Regions from separate parts of the Triticum aestivum genome. Here region 2 is linked to region 1. The links are chromatin contacts, called in public Hi-C maps. All regions are on one chromosome and are shown on one strand. The core of a region is the stretch at or near the end of the contact, and the rest is flanking DNA. Distances in the headings are between cores, read along the strand shown.

Evidence for each region. Hi-C and Micro-C count contacts between places; a contact is called where the count stands out from the background.
Region 2: a Hi-C map of leaf shows a contact between it and region 1, with 4 times the contacts expected there. The contact joins the promoter of LOC123091973 here to the enhancer-like site in region 1. A contact is called at or near these places in 2 of 5 Hi-C or Micro-C datasets (both in leaf).

What each region holds. Positions count from the first base shown.
Region 1 is chr4B:273,137,218-273,143,444 of IWGSC CS RefSeq v2.1, forward strand. No RefSeq gene overlaps it. Among protein-coding and RNA genes, the nearest start is that of LOC123091972, 29 kb to the left of the region's middle. Within about 2 kb of position 3,159, at least 6 of the 8 cell types and tissues checked have an H3K27ac peak or open chromatin away from gene starts, as enhancers often do. A contact at or near this core is called in leaf, where this site is marked.
Region 2 is chr4B:273,308,068-273,314,294 of IWGSC CS RefSeq v2.1, forward strand. LOC123091973 reads right to left here and starts at 2,754. Exons shown (of 4, transcript XM_044513606.1): 1 at 2,572-2,754. The coding sequence starts at 2,739.

The sequences.
Region 1 (6,227 bases), core at 1,909-4,408:
ATTGAATTGAATTGGAGTATTAAATCACAGTTTTTTAGTCCCCATTTTTGAACCTATGCTAATCCTGCAAGCAGTATAACACCAGGCAATGTACTCCAAATACTATAAGAACTGGAGTAAAAGATGACACAGAATATAAGAAGTACTCCTGCATATCACACCAATGATAGGTCTAATTTATGTTACTCAATGAAAGTAGAAGAAAAATGTTTCAGAGAAAAATGTTACCGAAGGTAAACCTAGAAAATGAGTTATATCTAGGACAGGCCAGTGCAATTATGCCTTCATTTCAGAGAAATCCAGTTAAAATGACAGGTGTACATCAATATTTTAAATAGCACGCTATTTCATCGTTATAACGCGGTTATAGCATATTTAAAAGGGAGACGTTACGTTTTGGCAAAATCAGACGCTACGGCGCTAATCGCGTAATTAGCGCGCTACACACGCTATAACGTTGTAACATTATAACGTTATAACATGCAGACCATGCAAAACTGAAATAAGCACAGCCCAACAGGCCCAGCAGGCCAAAACCAACCCACGACCACTAGCTTTCTCACTCCTTTTATCAGATTCTCCCACTAGCTTTCTCACTCCTTTTATCAGATGCATATATTGCTTGCTCCTATGAAAAATTTAGTTGCTTAAATACTTTATTTGTAGATATTTTGATTTTTTTTTGTAAACGCTATTTTGAAATATAGCACGCTATTAGCGCGCTATAACTTGTGTAGCATTTAGAGAAGGGCCTCGCTATATTTTGTAGCGCGCTATTTAAAATATTGATGTACATGCTGTAAGATTTAATTAAGATTACACTGTCACTGCTATACAAGGCTGAATCTTAGTGTCAGTTATCCAGGATTTAACTAAGATTTAATTATACACTGTCAATTTCAATGATTTAATTAAACATACTATATGCAATTCAGCACAAACGTTTGATTATCCCACTCTACTTACTGTCAATTGGCAGGAGTATAACTGTCAATTGTCCAGGGCTGAGTCTTAAAATGACAGGAGTATGTTAATTATTCAGGGCTGAATCTTAACACTGTATTTGATCATGTCACTCCACTTACTGTCAATTGTACTCTATGCAGTTCAGCACAAACATTTCAACACTGCAACGTTTGTATGCAAGAATAAATTGATGTTTCTAGGACACCACCAGAATAAATTGAAACAAGATAGCATTCATTAGGTTCTGAAATGAAAAAGATTTCTACTGTCTGTGGGAGTATAATGCAACAAGCGGATGTTTTTAGAGTAAAGCAACATATACTGCGACAACAATCTATACACATGAGTGAAGAACAAGTTCTGAGCATGACTGAATTTAGGAGCATCTCTGAATTTAACTGAATTAAGATCTGACTACAAAGACAACAGAAATTTCGTAGAGTATGAAAATAAAACCAGGCACTGACTGCTTACCAGCGAACAGGATTTTCCAACTCAACTATAGGCTTCATAGTCAATGGGCATATACTATATTTAGGATGTTGTCAGGTTTGGATGTTGTTCTGGGTGCTGGTCATAACAAGTTCCTCTTGTTCGTCACCAGGCATCGGTTGACCTGCATGGTGAACCTCCTGCAGAGACAGAGCACAAGCACACAAAAGGCCAGGCACTTTGGGATCACACAGACACATTCTTCAGCATCTTTGGTTAAACAGCTTCTGTGCGCATCTTTGGTTAAGGAACTCAGCACCTAGCAAATGCATCTACAGCACACAATTGCAGATAATCTTCTCAACAATCAGAAACAAGAGTCTCTGAAGCACATACCCAAACAGCCTCTTTGAACTGCCGTATGAGCTGGTCCTTGTGTCCCGACGATCAGCTTTCTGAAATCAGTCCCCTTGACCTTCTCGACCTTCGTATCGATCAGCTTTCTGAAATCAGTCGCCTTCCCAAACCAACAGAGTGCAGACAGTTAGCAACACGGCCCGCACCTGGTCAGACGGCTGGTACGCCCCGGGCACATTCTTCACCGCCTCGGCGAGGTACGCGCAGTCCTCGTACGAGGCCACGAGCTCCTGCACCGCATCCTCGAGCTGCTTCACCTGCAGAAATCCACCGGCACCAGGAGGATCTGGGAGGGAGAGAGGATGCGGTCTCCCCTGAAGCTAGCGGCTACCGGCGCCAGGAGCTTGGCGGCGGTGAAGGCCTCGCATCGATGGAATCCGTCGCTGGCTTGAACTCAAAGGTCGAATCTTGAACTCCGTCGTCGCGGGAAGGAGGAGAGGAGCGCGGCGAGGCCACCGAAGATGGAGGAGGAGAGCACGGCGACACGATAGAAGGTGGGGAGGGGAGGGGGAGGGAGGAGAGCGCGGCAGCAGCGCGGCGGCGAGCCAGCGGAGAGCACCGAGCGGACCGCGGCGGCCAGCCGGAGAAGAGAGTGAGGGCGAGGACCGCGGGTTCGGTCGGAAATAGATGGAGGGAGTTTTCGCAAAAACAACGTCGCGACATCTAAATCCGAACGGAGGGAGTACATGCAGAAAAGCAGTAGAACGGGGCGCATATCCTGCGCAGTGCAGCCATGCTGGCTCAGTCAGCTGGGATGGTAATTTTGCTAATCTTTATGACATGCATCAACTGCAGTTGCTCCCGAGGCGGTGGACTAGGACAGCCCCTGTACATTGTGTCTTGTCCGGAGATATCAGAAGAAATGAGATATCAGAAGAAATGAAAAAATCTCTGAAAGAGGCTCTCACTCCGCTTTATAACCAACTAGTACATATGCCCGTGTGTTGCAACGAGGAAATAAATAAATGTGTCCATCAAAACACCCATCGGTGGCATGACAACATCCTGGGAGGCAGGTCCTGGGAGGCAGGTAGGCGCATGCCGAGGTGTCGAAGAAATACATATCATGTTTTAGTCTCCATTAACCATGGTGAATGGATGTCATGCCCACTGAATGAGTAGGAATGTTGCATGGTCATTCTTTTTTAATCATTGCATGCAAAATTTAATGCATTTATAATCTAAACAGATGAGTGAAAGAAATAAAAGTAGGACTAACAAACAAAAAGGATAATGAGATAAAAGTCAACAAACCGGAATGAGGAAGAGCATATATGTATCATACCTGACTCCCCAACGCTTGCTTTAATTGAAAAGGAAGAGAGGGAGCCCATCAGTCAGCGCAGCCCAACATCATCGGGCCCAACCTAACTTTCCATTTCGAGGTCGGCCCACCTACTCCCGTTAACCTAGCAGCCAGGGAGACCTATCCCCACAATTGCCCCATCGATCCCCTCGTCTCCCTCCACCGCTGCCCCACGCCGGCCTCGACCCTCACCTTCCTCCGCACGCGCCGGTGACTGCCGGCGCCGCCGGGAAGCCAAGCAGATGAGCACGCCCCCTGCCCGTTCTCCGCTCCTCTCCTTACTCCTTCTCACTTCTCTCAGCAGGAGCTCGCCATGGACGCCTCTGCCTCGCACTACCCACCGGATCTGGTTCTCCATGTCGAGATCCGCCCGTTCCCTTCTTTGATCGATTCGTGTCTGCCTCATCCTCCTGACCTCTGCTTGCGGATTAGTTTGGTCGCTTGTTGAAATCATTAGTTTGTATGTATATGAACTGGTTAGATTGGGTGTAAATTCACGATGTGGGATTATTATTAGTCAAACAAGCACAAGGCGACGTATAATTCTTTGTGGAGAAACAGTCGAATTGCTTTTACTCACTTTTGGACGGTGTGTTTATTTTCATAAAAGTCAAGTGGTTTTCTATAAAAACATCCGCGATGGTGAACCCCACATAAGCAATAGCCGCTCTATTAGAGCATCTCCAATAGCATGTGTATATTTGGATGTCTATATATTCATATAGACAATGGTCTAAAAAGATTCCTTCATATACACATCTAATTTTGCATCAGAACGTCTATGTACAAGGACCATGACAGGTGGGCCGTTGCCGGGGAGAGGAAGAAATCATGATTACAGCTGAGTTTAGACAACGCCTTCATATTGTCTAGGCGTGGACATTGTCGAGGTCGATTTAGAGGATGCGTATATTTGGACGACCATATAGACAAGCTGTTGAACGCCTGTTTTGGGTCCACCTCGTGGAAAACGAGTATAGACATCTATATAGACAAGCTATTGGAGATGCTCTTAGTAGGTAAAAAAGTACATGGCGAAACAATAAGTAGTGAGAAAACTCTTTTACACGACAGATCCTGGGATTATCGGATAACACAAATGCACACCACTATGTCGTTGAGAAATAATACAGGCAGGTTTGAATACAATGCTCACACCCAGGGCAATTTGTCGTTTCTTGTCCTACACTTCCTACGAAGTATTTGTAACGCCTTAGATTTAATCGTACATTAATTATACACGCTCTTATGAAGTATTTGTGACGCCTCAGATTTAATCGCACACGCCTTAGATTTAATCATATACTAATTATACACAAACATGTACGATCAAAATAAGGGACCCATGGAAAGATATCATAGGACAACTCTAAATACAAATTAAAGTCATACAAGCTTTATACTACAAGGCAGGGGCCTCGAGGGCTCGAATACATAAGCTCGAATATAAACAATTCAGCGGAAGTAACAATATCTGAGTACAGATATAAGTTAAACAAGTTGTCATAAGATGGCTAGCACAAACGGGGATACAGATCGAAGAGGCGCAAGCCTCTTGCCTGGGATCCTCCTAAACTACTCTTGTCATCGTCAACGGTGGCATCTCCTGGGCTCCACCATCTGGTTGCAGCATCCGAGAAGAACGGAAAGGGGGAAAAAGAGGGAGCAAAGCAATCGGAAGTACTCATCCAAAGTACTCGCAAGTAAGGATCTACACTACATATGCATTGATATCAATGAAAGGGGTAATATCTATGGACTAAACTACAGAATGACAGAATAAAGGGGGAGAAGCTAGTCCTACGAAAGATTATGCTTCTGGCAGCCTCCATCTTGAAGTATATAGAAGAGAGTAGCTGGTATAGTAACAAGTAATATCGTATAGCGTAACCTACCCCGCGATCCTCCCCTCGCCGCCCTGTGGGAGAGTGATCACCGGGTTGTCTCTGGAACTTATCTGAGTGTGTTCTATTAAGTATCCGGTTCTAGTTGTCAGAGGTCGGAATACAACTCCAAGTCGTCCTGTTGCTGTTGACATGGCTATTCGAATAGATAAACTTCCCTGCAGGGGTGCACCGCATTACCCGACACGCTCGATCCATCTGGCCAGGCACACTTTCCTGGGTCATGTCCGGCCCCCGAAGATCATCACGTTGTAGCTCTACCTAGTCCCAATAGAGAGGTCAGCACGCCGGTCTAAATTCTAAGTGCAGGGGTCTTGGGCCCATTGCCCGTTGCACTCCTGCATGTTGTGAGGGCGGCCGGGACTAGTCCCGACAACCTCCATTACAAAGGCGGTTGCTTTACGCGGACAACCCGAGCACGCGCCGCTTAGTCGCTAACGTCTGGAAAGCTTCAGCTGATACTACGACACTGATTGTCCATATCTTATCCCACGTGGCGGTTAGTGCGTATAGGCCAACGACCAACTCAGATCAAATATCCGAACTTGTTAGGTGCGTTATTTTGAAGTAACCACGGACGTCGACTAGGGACCAGGCCCACAACCCGCCCTGGGTGGTCACAACCCGCCCTGTTGCTCCGCCACAAAGAATCACTCGGGGAAGGGGGGGGGGGGGTGTCGGGAACCTATGTCCACTACTACCTGGACGGAACCACCTGTCCCTTCAGCCTCACATTCGTGAATCACTCGCGGGTACTCTACGAGCCGACCCGACTTTAGTCACAACAGGTATCATGTATAGTATGTATATATGTACCCATGATCACCTCCTGAAGTGATCACGGCCCGAGAGTATAGCATGGCAAACGGACAAGAATGTAGGGTCACTGATGGAATACTAGCATCCTGCACTAAGCATTTAGGATTGCAGGTAAAGGTAACAACAGTAGTAATAAGGACATGCTATGCAACAGAATAGGATCAAACCGATAAGCAGTAACAGCTACACTACTCTAGTGCAAGCAGTAGAGAGAAAGAATAGGCGGTATCGGGATGATCAAGGGGGTTTTGCTTGCATGGAAGCTCTGCGGAGAAGGACGGGTCGTCAACACCATAGTCGATTGGGGCAGCAGTGGCATCAGTCTTGAAGTCTATCAGAGCGAAGAGGGGGAAGAAACAATGAATACAATGCAAATAGATGCA
Region 2 (6,227 bases), core at 1,504-4,003, 170 kb after region 1:
CCAACATACACTGCCAGCCACCCCATCAAACTCGTGGGGAACCTCCCGCACATGGCCGGGAGCAAAGCCACGGGCTTCCCCGGCATGGAGCAGCGAAGCGGAGAACCCCGGGCCGCGCTAACGAAATCCTGAAATCCAGGCTGTCCAACGAGGCGCGCGCGCACGGACACACGCTAAGCAAACCTAAAAATCTGTGCGATCACGGAAGGGAAGCGCCCGCGGCCGAAGCACGGCACCGCAACGAGCACGCGAGACGCGCCACCAAACAGCTACGGCATCATCCTAAGCGGAGAAGAAATGTAAGATTGGAGGAGGGAGCAGGGAAGCGAGGAAAACCTTAGTCTCCATGCAGGCGAGGCTCCGCTGCGGCGAAGCCTTCGTAGCTCCGAGCACGCGGGCCCTCCGATTCTCTTGTCGCACCCGGGAAACGGACGACGCCGGCCAGACAAACAACAGAATCTGCAGGTCCCACGGGAAGAGATTGAGCGGCGGTTGCGGGAGCCGAGCGCGCGACAAGCAGAGAGCAGCTGCAAGCCGCCGGGAGTAGAGTACGGTGAGGGCCTGCTGTCTGGGCGCGGTGGTGGTTCGCGGAGAGGAGGCAGAGACGGCGAGGCGAGGCGAGGCGAGGCGAGTCGGGCTTTAAAGACACGCACAAGAGAAAGAAAGAAGAGAACGGCGACAGCGACACAGAGATTGGTGGTGTGGTGTGGAAAGGTAGACCAGCAAATTGTTGGCCGGGCTGGGCCGGCGATGGGCCATCTGATTGTTTTTATGCACTCAAAAATAAAGAATATAAAACTTTATTAGCAAAAGAGCCCGTGCGTTGCAACGGGTACAAAATAAATGAACATATAGCTTAGTCTAAGGTGAAGTAGGAAATCAATTGATCATGTTTACGCAGATCACATCTTGAAGGAGAAGTGTTGCTATGACCTATGTCTTTGAAAGGAGACTAATATTTAGTAGGATGGTTTCCGATGTGAAAATGTATGTTTTTTCAAGAATGGCCATTTGTAATTTTAAGTATTTCTACTTTTCTTTTGCTACATTTACAGTTGTTTCAGTGGTAAATTATTTTTCAGATTTGTAAGCAATCCAATATTCCAAAACATGATCAATATTAACAGGATTAATGATGGAATCGTGTATGGCCGTTATGATACATTAATCCCTAAATACAAATACAATGACATAAATGATCTCAAATAATCATATATGAATTAATTAATGATGAATTTGCAAAGATAGGGGTAAGATAACACAAAACATGTTGATGCAGCAATTAGCATGATTTATGCACCAACTAATGCACCACATATTTATGAAGGTCTGAACTCAACAAGAAAATAACTCACTGCCATTGTCACCATGTATTTTGGTCGAGCGATTGTCACCATGATGACCAAAGCTAGTAGTGCTTAGCCATAGCAACTGAGCAGTCATTGATGGTATTTTTCGTGACAGATTGGCAGAGCAAACGTCCAAGTTCGGGAGGACCGTGGCACACCCTGACTATGCGACAAACTGATGATGGACCAAACAAACATGCATGTGAGGTATGTACTCTGTACCAACTTTCGTAGCGATGGCTGGGAAAAAAATAGAAGACGATAGCCTGTCGAGTAAGATGCACATCGTTGAAAATAATCAAGGACGAAGCCAGCAGCAACAGGATCTGGATCAACCTAGACACTGCTTGGGGTGAGAAGCTTTATGTATGTGTCCTCCGTGCAAAAAGATGACGATTATATGCTATGCACAGACAGTAAGCCGTGCCTGTATACACAACCAGTTTTTTTAGGGATATCACAACCACGCATATGTTGAGACTTGCAACTCGGACATCTTAGAACGAAGCTGGACAGATAACAGATTTGCACCAAATATCATCCTAAAGCCCACACGAGAGCCCTTGTCTGCTCCACAAGAAGACGCCGCCTGGCCGACGCAGTACTCCTCTGTCGATCGCACGAGGCAGGTACCCAGCACTGCATGCATGTTTTGTGGCCGGACATTGCGAAGGTGCTGGCCTCTAGAGTCTAGTCCCCGTGGGTTGTGGTCGGGAAGACAATCTGAAGCCCGTCGAGCCAGTCAAATCTCGACGACATTGACTGCGCTAGACTGCCGGAGCACGTCGAGCAAATCGAACATCGTTGACATCGGCCAAATCAAACGTCACCAGCGCCATGAATCCCATGCATATCAATAGATGGGCTCGATTAGCAAGGCCGCCGCCCAGCGCCGGCCAGATTGGTGGCGCCACGATCACGTGCAAGTCACCAGGTTGGCTCAATCAGCAAGCAAGCCCCAACTGTACGAACCTCGATGACATCGACTGCGCTGGACTGCCGGAGCACGTCGAGCAGATCGAACATCGTCGACATCGGCCAAATCGAACGTCAGTAGAGCCATGAATCCCATGCATTTCAACAGATGGGCTCGATTAGCAAGGCCGCCGCCCAGCGCCGGCCAGATCGGTGGCGCCACGATCACGCGCAAGTCACTAGGTTGGCTCGATCAGCAAGCAGGCCCCAACTGTACAGGAAAGGTCGCGTGTTCTGTTTTACTGACCTTTGTGTCACCTGACGATTTGGATGCTCCTCTGCCTCCATGTATCCCCTCCTCTCTCCTCCTGTCTCTGCCTCCATGTATCCCCTCCTCTCTCCTCCTTTCTCTGCCTGAATCGATATTTATGGGAGAGGTTAGGGAAGGCAGCGTAGAATTCTTGTTTGACTCCATCAAGGATCTATATCGTGAGAGGGACCGACAAATTAACCGGGCTAGCTAGGCAGAGGTTTGCGGGCGCAGGCCCACCTTGGGACGACAGCCAGGCCCACGGGGATAGCGGGACGGACCAAAAATACTCGCTAGTGATCGAGGTAGGGCGAGTATCACCTCGCATATGTATTTTAAATTCAAAGTGAAAGCGTAAATTTACGGGAAGAAGCGTATTGTGACGGTAAACCCACGAAGTCAATTCGTGCTTTATTATTAGAAAAAGATCCATCAAATGAGTAATAAATCGTCTACAATAGCTGATGATAAAATAAAGCCCGGCATAACATCATCCCACATTAGGCTCAGACTATCAGCATCCCTTCAACAACTGGATAGAAGTAGCGACAGATGTTGCCTAGACATTGGCTATAATCTTACTGTCATTACTTTGTAAGGTCTTGTGTGAATAATTAATAAAGTAGTTGCATGCATCATCCAGATGCAGAGGCCAAGGGTCTTCCTCCTTTTAGAAAAACATCATCGTCCCACATATTGGATAATCTAGATCTAATATGAGGGCGGCTGAAGCTTGGGGCTCATCATACACCCGTCCATGAAAAGTAAATTCAAACAAAAGTAGCAAACATACATGAAAAAAGTTCACATCCAAAAGGCTTGAATGTGCCAGGGACGTATAAATTTCGGGTGAAATGGCATTCGAGGAGCTTTAGACAAAAATAATGATAATCAACTCCCGAATAAACTTTGTTAAAAGGAAAAGGCACTTTGAAGACTGATATTGCTTCTTTTTGTCTAGAGCTCTTTAAATGTCATTTCACCATGGAAATTTACACACTAGCGCATCCGAGCATCTTGGATGCCCAAAAAATTTAGACTTTTTGAAATGATTTGCTATTTTTTTTCGAATTCAGTGTTCATGGGGAGCAGATGAGCCTGAGCTCGGCAAACATGGTGGACATGACCCTCGCCTTCCCGGAGTCACGGCGAGCCCCTAGATATTGATCGCATCCCCACAGCCCTCTGGAACCCTAAGAATGACAAAGGCCGAGCTGTTCCGTTGCGCGACGACGAACACCGGCGATCACCATGAGTGAGCGAGCCCATGGCCATGTCCTTTTTTCGTCCATAGATGCCTATTTTGAGCCGTTCGTGTGCACACGAAGCCCTGCCAGCGCACGAGTACTTCGGCGAGCACCCAACCGTCGCCTCCGTCACCCTCGACGCACGCCGACGACACCTGCAACTTCGCCGTGCCACGCCGCACTCGTACGTTCCCTTCACCGCGCCCTAGGACCATCGGAATGCCGTCCCCATCTACTCCCAAGTTGTGCACCGCCATAGGCCTCATCTCCGACGACCCTCCGGTGAGCAATTTCCCTCCCCCAAAACCCTAGCTCGAATAAAACACGGACCGCTGGATTCCACTAGATCCAGCAGCACACGGAGCCCCTCACCGTGAAACGGTATCGGCCAATCGCAAGCCGCCATGTGGCCAAGCCTTATCCAAAATAAAAATGGAGTTAAATTAAATCACGGGATAAAATGACACTTTTACAGAAAACCTATTGTAACTTCAAACTATCATAACTTTTATTCTATAAATCCAAATTGAATAATTCTTTTTGCAAAATGATCCTTATGAAATGTACTTTCACCAAGACTAATAAAATTTGGCATTTGAATAGCTTAAACCTGAATTCAAACATAATGAATCTAAACTCAAATAGGCATAACTTGCAATTTATAAATCCAATTGAATTGATTATTTTTGCAGAATAAATCTAGTGAAATGCAGTATCAACTTAGCTCACTATATTTCAAATTTAAATATTTAAAATTTAATTTTAAATATAGTTTAATAGTAACTATAATTCAAATAGTTCTAAACCTGGTTGACTTATTAGCTTAGAATAAAAGGGTTTAATTGAAATGATTATTTTTCAACATAGTTCAGAAAATAAAATATGGACGTTAGTAAATATTTTAGATTATTATTCAACTTTAGAAAGTTTAGGATTAATTAGAACTTAATTTGGATATAACTTTAAAACCATTTAGTTTGAACAAATCCTTTTGCATTAGAATTTAGCAACTTAAATTAAATCTAGTATTTTTTTGGGATTAAACTTGACTTTAGGGATCTAAACTTGACTGAACTTAGTGAGTGACTTTGGATTTAAACTTGACTTAGGTCAAACTTGAACAATGTTAAAATAATAACTTGAATTAGAATAAATAAACTTTAGTAATTATGTTGGATTCGTAATTAGGAGAGTAATAAATATGAATTGAATTTAGTTTGAACCTAAAGGAAACTTGAAGGTCATTTAAATAAACCAAATAAAATGAAATGGTTTACTAATGAATTTATGAACTAACCATAATCAATTATGAATTATTTTGAACTTGAAACATAGACAACGTAGTGTGTATTCCAAACTCATGAAAGCCCAACAAGTTTGGATTGACATTCAAACTTAAACATGAACTTGGTTATCCATTGTTCGTACACCATGACTCCAGTTGCAAGATTCTTTTGAATGAGTCTGGCAACCAAAACTTGGCATCACATATTCCTTATGTGATGAACCCCTCAAAATTGAAACTTGCATGTGAAACATTACATCACATGTATTTCAATTAACAACCACTATGTTGTTTCCGAAACTCTTATGAGTTAACCCATGACACATGTGACGGAGTCCAATACAGCGGATCTCGGGTAGGGGTGATACATCTCTGTCGTATGTACTTTTTCTAACGCTTTTGCTCTTGTTTTGGACTCTAATTTGCATGATTTGAATGAAACTAACCCGGACTGACGTTGTTTTCAGCAGAACTACCATGGTGTTGTTTTTTTTGTGCAGAAATAGAAGTACTCGGAATGGAACAAAACTTTTTGGAGAATTATTTCAGAATATATAAAAAATACTGGAGCTAAGAACCATCGGAGGGGGGCCCTGGGTGGGAACAACCCACCAGGGTGCGCCCACGCTCCAGGCGTGCCCAGGTGGGTTGTGCCCACATGGTGGTCCCATAGACCCTGATTCCGACTCCTTAAATACCTAAATTTGGAGAGAAAAATGAGGGAGTAAGAATTATCCCGTTTCACGATACAGAGCGGCCGCCACCTCTTGTTCTTCATCGGGAGGCCAGATCTGGAGTCCGTTCAGGGATCCGGAGAGGGGGATCTTCGATCTTCGTCATCACCAACCCTCCTTCACCGTCAATTCCATGATGCTCCCCACCGGGAGTGAGTAATTCCTTCGTAGGCTCGTTGGTCGGTGAGGAGTTGGATGAGATTCATCATGTAATTGAGATACTTTTGTTAGGGCTTGATCCCTAGTATCCATTATGTTCTGAGATTGATGTTGTTATGACTTTGCCATGCTTAATGCTTGTCACTTTGGGCCCGAGCGACATGATTTCATATCTGGACAGTTTATGTTTTCACCATTATATCTATGTTCTAGATCTGATCTTGCAAG